Regions from separate parts of the Mus musculus genome. Here region 2 is linked to region 1. A link is a contact called in public Hi-C data. All regions are on one chromosome and are shown on one strand. Each heading gives the region's core, a stretch centred on a gene start, on an enhancer-like site or on the middle of the called end of the contact. The rest is flanking DNA. Distances are from core to core; before and after follow the strand shown.

Region 1 (3,105 bases), core at 385-2,884:
CAGGCATGGCAGTCCTCTGAGACTAAGTCTCCTTCAGTGGACAGCAGGCAGGCTAGGAGGAAACTCTCAGGGCTTAAGGAAGGAGGGGGTATTTACTGAATATTTGACAGTATGCATCTGAAAGCATCACTCCCTTTAGTCCTCCCCCACATCCTTAGACCTTGGTTAGTAGCTCTTGTTTGCCGATGAAGAAACTGAAGTTCACAGAAGTTTGAAAAATGACTCAGGTGTAAGAGGCAGTCAGGAATTGAAGCCAAGTCTGAGCTCTCTGTGTTGTCTTATGAGACATGAGGGTGTCCATAATTCTCATGCCACTGACAGGCTAGGGGACGTCAGACAGACATGCAACATTTCCATTCCCAGAAGCAGGACAGAATCTAGCCTCACTAGCTCCACAAAGCCAGTAGCCAGTCAGAAGCAGAGCTGGCAGGTGGAGCCAAGCCTGGAAAAGGTTGTCAGCTAGGGGGTGGGGACCTGGGTCTTCAAGTTTGGTGGCCTGGAGCAAACTACTGTCCTTGTTGGGCTCTGTTTCTTTATTGGGGAGGTTCAGAAGGAGTCACCAGCATAAGGAGGGGCAGTTAGGAAACAGAGGCTGTGGTCCTGCATAACCTACTGTTTGAAGTGGAAACTCTGGGGGCTTAGGCAGCTGATACACTTTGATGAGGCCACCTTGTAGCATCTCTATACAAGCTGCTCTGCCTGCTCCCTGTCATTTAATACATTTAACGGCTTTAAGAGGCTCCTATTTTATAGATTAGAAAAGAGATGGTGAGGTGCCCTCCGTGTCTGACCCATCAGCTGGCACACAGTGAGGCTGGGAAGATGAAGAACCTCATCTTTTTTCACCACGCCCCGATGCCTTCCAGTCTCACAGCCCCACATCGGGGTGTCTCCCAGACGCTGTAAAGGCAGGATTTGGAATTAGACTCTTGGCTTTGGATAGCTTACCAGCTTCGGAAACTTTCTTCTCTTTGCCCTGCCGATTTTACTCATCAATTAAATGTAATGATGACACCTCATGGAGTGTTGTGAGTATCAAAAGCGATAATGGACTCCACTTTGTTCATCTTTCAGCCCAGGAGCTCATCAGCCTTTCCGTCTTTCACACTCAACACATCAGGCTGCTGGGAGTAAAGTCCCTTCCCACAATGCACACTGCTCTTCCCCCAGCAGCACCCCAGAAAGAAACTCTGCCAAACTTTTCTCCCCCCAAGACTCACCAGCCCACACTGGTCATGGAGCAACATCTACCCCTGCTATGCAGGTGCTGCCTGGATAAATGCAAGCGTTAAGGGGTCCCCAGGTCCTAACTAACATCTTCCAGCAAAGTACATCCCACTGGTTCGCATCCCTCCCCTGCCTGCCCAGACTTTGCCTGGTTTCTACTTACGGGATAGTGCTTGCGAGTCCAACGGGAGCCAGAACATCACGAGTCCCAGCAAAGAGGGGATGATCCTCACCCCGGGAACCATCCTTCCTTGTCCCAAGGTCAGACAACCCCGGGATGAGCCGGGAGAAAGTGAGATAAGGACACAAGTAAGTCCTCAGAGGACCAAGTAGGACCGCTGCTTGAGGAGTCGGAAAAGCAAAGATGAAGAGGAGCCAAGGACAGGAGAGGTCTAAGGTGAGGATGAGAGGACGGTGGGGAGGGGACGAGGAGAAGAGAGAGAGAGAGAGAGAGAGAGAGAGAGAGAGAGAGAGAGAGAGAGAGAGAGAGAGAGAGAGAGAGAGAGAAATTAGTTGGGGAAATGAAGAAAAAGGCTATGGCAGAGAGGGAGAAGGTGCTAGCTAGAGAACCGGGATCTGCGGGGTGCGGTCACCGGGGTGCAGTGTCCCTGTGGCGCTGGCTGGCGGCGGCGCGGCGGCGCGGGGTCCGGCGCGGGTCTGGGGCGCGGTGGGGCGACAAGACCCTCGGTGGCGGCGCGGGGGAGGTTGAGCGCTGCCGCTGTGCACGCCTCGGGCGCCAGACGCCGCGCTCGGGCGCATTTGTACTTTGCCGCGGGAAGCCTGCAGCCCTGGGCCGCCCTAATGCTGGCGCCTCCTCTGAGGCACCGCGAGCTCGTGGATTGGCCACGAGAAACAAGCCCATTTCTCCCCCTCCCCTTTAGTGCAGGGCTGGGAACCTTCGCTCCAGGCAAGGCGCCGAGTGGAGACGAGGGGGCTGGGGAGGGGGAAGGGGGCCACAGACGCCCCGGGTTTTAACCCCTGGCTCCCCGCGGTACGCAGCCTGCAAGGGGAACCAACCCAGTTAGATTTCAGATGAAACTGAGTGGGGAAGGTCATAGTACGGGTCTGGGAATCTCAGGATTGGGTATTTGGTGGGGGAGTGCAGAGACACTTGCCATTTTGAACACAGTCTGTGTGCTTGCACATAGCGCCTAGGAGAAAGGTTTTCTCTCCAGCACTAAGATAATGATTTGAGTTACTTTAAAAGTCTTCAATATCGTCCTGCAAATGTCGCAAAGGATTAAATAAGATTTGGAACATCAAAGCACTTCAACTTTGGAGGAAAGCCATTTCAGGTACCTGGAATCTCCCATTGGCAGGTGGTGGTCCTAGGCATCATCCCCAGATGAGAGGTAGCTTTGCTATGGAGTCACTGCTGCTACCACTTACCAAGCAGCCCAGGATGAACTCTTTCTACAGGCGAGGCCCCACTGCTCTGCATGCGCCAGTGACAGCCAGGGTCAGAGCTTTGTCCTTTCACCAGAAGGTGAGCACGCTGATCCAGAACCCCAGCAGCCTGGGCAGGCTGTTGCTCCAGACCTCATGTTAGGTGAGCTCCTGAACTAATAGGACCCTAAGAAAAGAACAAGCTCTGTCCACCCCAGAGCACACAGGCTCTGCAATGAGAGGGCAGACTCAAGGTGCTGGCGCCATCCACAGCTTGCTGGGCCACTGTGGGCAAACACAGTCGTCCTGGCTTTGGACCTTGATTCCTGAGCATCTCTTACACAGCTACCAGTGTCTCAGACCAGGACAGGTGTAAGGATGGAGAAGTGGCAGGCCACACCCCATTCCAGGTTATCTGACTGGCAGGGTTAAGGCTGCACTCCTCACGCCAAGTGAGCAGTGGGAGGAACCAGTGACCAAGAAAGCCCCTAC
Region 2 (2,739 bases), core at 211-2,710, 36 kb before region 1:
AAGCACGGGACATCTCAGTTGTTGCCCAACTCATTAATGGGGATTGTCATTCACTTTGTCCCTGGTTTCCTCAGTGAGTCTGAGCCTACTTAGAAGTCTCCTGTTATTCTCTGAAGACTCCCAACATATCCCAAAGCCCCTTGCCAGGCCTTGACTGAGCTGTGGCAGCGTAGGCTAAGCCCTGGCCCAAGGCAGAGTGGATCTTTCTGCGCCAGCTTATGAAGGAGAATATGACCACGGTAGGGAGGGTGGGCTGGCAAGCCTTTACAGTCCCACCCTGGGGCTTCTTGTCTGCCATGAAGGACAGACATTGAGCCTGTCAGTACCCTAGGATGGCTATTCCAAAGGGAAGGGGTGGGGTTGGGGGGTGCTGGGAAATCACAGCCCGTTCTGAGCTGAGGGCTGACCAGTACGTCAAAGCCAGGTCAAAGTGGTACTAGAGTCCCACAGGGCAAGCTGGAAGGCTGAGGGTAAGAGGAGACCCCAGGCTCCCTACTTCAGGGAATGACTGTTGCAGCCAAGGCATCCCTCCAACCACAGAGGTTCCCATCTTTTCCTGGTTTCCACACAAACCTGCACCTCGAAGGCGCACCCATATTCCCCCTCACCCAACCTAACAGTTGAGTGCCTCTCCACCAGAGCAGTTGCTGCTGGTGTGCAGCCAGAAGCCCCAAAGATGGGGCTGGAAGGAGCCTGAGGGCTCCAGGGAATTCTGTCTAGTCCTCTGCAGGAACAACCACCCTGGGGAGCTCACTTGGATGGACGGATGGACAGCTTGATGGGAGGTGAACAGGAAACGCCTCCTTGCTGAATCCCACCTTCCTGTTGCCAGCTGGCCCTTTCTAGCTCTCCCTCTTTGGAGAGGCAGCTTCCGGTGGCTTTGAGAGTCTGGGTTCCAGCCCTGGCTCTTTCACTTCGAACCCTGTGACCTCTGGTGAGGTGCTCACTCTCTCTGGACTTCATCAGTAGAGTGAGAAGAGCTTTAGGTCTGGGGCTGAAACTCTGTAATCTTCAAAGTTAACAATGCCATGTTTTCATCGTTACCGGTCAATGGAGGGGGAAACTGAGGCCGGGAGTGTACAAGCTCCTGCTGGCCGCTGGGGCTTGCTGGGAGCAGGCAGGGAGGACAGCCATGGCCTCAGGGGCCCTCGCCAGGCTCCGCTGGGCCGCTGTGCTTTACGAGCAAAAACAAACACGTCCCACAAGCCTGGCCTGTGCCGCCAGGTCAAAGCGGGCTTTGTGCCCGCCCCGCCGCCCCCGCGGCCCAGGCGATTTTAATTAGCGTCTGGGTCCACGCCGGAGTCACGAATCAAAGCCCGTGTTCTTCTGCGCCGGTGCCCCGACCCCCGCCCCCTGTCCCGGGCCGCGAGCACCCTGCTGGCAGCAGCGGGCAGTGGAGGAGTTCGAGTCTTGCCTCTAGAGTGATCCCTGCGCTGAGCCTCCTCACTTTTCCCGTTATCACAGCACTACAACCAGCCAGCCCTGAAGTGTGACTGGGTAGGAAGATAGAGGGCTGACAGGTGAGCTAGTATAAGTGCCCGAAGACTTAAGGGCCGAGGCTGCATCTTGGGAGGATAAGGAGATGCTGTTGGACACTGGGTAGAGCAGCTAGGCAGTGGGAAAAGTGAAACAGTGTCTGACCACCAGGTGGGGGAGATGCATGGGCAGGCCATGGCCCCGAGCAAGAAAGTCAGATTTGAGCTTTGGGGAGTCCCTCTACTGTGTCTGGTTATGGGAGTCTGGAGGCTTGGCAGTGAGTTTAGAGAGCTCTGAGAAGGGTCAGAGCAGCCACCATCGGAAGAAAACAAACTGTGTCAGGTTGGATCACAGGTAGTGATCTTGACAGGTTCAGCTCCTGTGCGCTTAGAGGCTTCTTTGGGTCTGCCTACCTGGAGTGCTTGTTTAAACTGGGGATAAGGACCGGTGGTCTTACCTCAGGCAGCATAAAAACTTGCATAACAGCGTCTGTAACCCCAGCTGAAACAGTCCTGCCCCCGGAGGTTCTTGGCCACTCATTCTGATCAAATTGGTGAGCTCCAGGCTCAGTGAATGACCTTGTGTTTAGTTAAGAGTTCTATTGCTATGATAAAGACCATGACCAAAAGCAACTTGGAGAGGAGAGACTTTAGTTGGCTTACAAATATAGATCACAGTCCATTATTGAGGGAAGCCAAAGCAGGAACCCAAGCAGGGCAGAAACCTAGAGGCAGGAACTGAGGCAGAGACCACGGAGATGTGCTGCTTAATGGCATAATGCCCATGCCCAACTCAGCTTGCTTTCACACACACACACACACACACACACACACACACACACACACACACACACACACACACATACATATCTATATCTACAGTAGCCTGGGCCCTCCCACATAAATCATTAACCAAGAAAATGCCCACATCAGATTGGCCTATCTGATGAAGGCATTTTCTCAATGAAGGTTCTTTCCAGATGAATGGAGCGTGTGTAAAGTTGACAAAAATAAGACAAAAACAAAACAGTTAAACCTCCCTGGAGATGTTCTCACAGACACACCCCAAAGATGGGCTCCCTTAACACCCTGGATCCATTGGTCTTTCTTTCAACCTTCATTTAGTGTAGAGTGTGTGGCCTCGGTGTGTACCCAGAGGTCAGAAAACAAAGTTTAGGAGCCAATTCTCTGCTTCTGTCACATTTGTGGCTCAGGGATCAAACTCAGGAGGTCAGCCTTGGCAGCAAGCTCCTTTACCCACTCA

Evidence for each region. Hi-C and Micro-C count contacts between places; a contact is called where the count stands out from the background.
Region 2: a Hi-C map of liver shows a contact between it and region 1, with 1.8 times the contacts expected there. The contact joins the enhancer-like site here to the promoter of Chrdl2 in region 1. A contact is called at or near these places in 6 of 39 promoter capture datasets (embryonic stem cells, frontonasal cranial neural crest, liver and 2 more), 13 of 484 Hi-C or Micro-C datasets (the G1E-ER4 cell line, cerebellar granule neurons, cerebellum and 5 more), 3 of 115 datasets of contacts at active chromatin or transcription factors (embryonic stem cells, kidney and stem cell-derived neural progenitor cells) and 2 of 9 other capture datasets (adipose tissue and macrophages).

Annotation. Positions count from the first base shown.
Region 1 is chr7:100,004,933-100,008,037 of GRCm38.p6, reverse strand. It overlaps Chrdl2 (chordin-like 2), which reads right to left and starts at 1,634. Exons shown (of 11, transcript NM_133709.3): 1 at 1,391-1,634. The coding sequence starts at 1,472.
Region 2 is chr7:100,040,807-100,043,545 of GRCm38.p6, reverse strand. No RefSeq gene overlaps it. Among named protein-coding and RNA genes, the nearest start is that of Chrdl2, 36 kb to the right of the region's middle. Within about 2 kb of position 1,460, at least 25 of the 459 cell types and tissues checked have an H3K27ac peak or open chromatin away from gene starts, as enhancers often do. A contact at or near this core is called in cerebellum, liver and muscle stem cells, where this site is marked.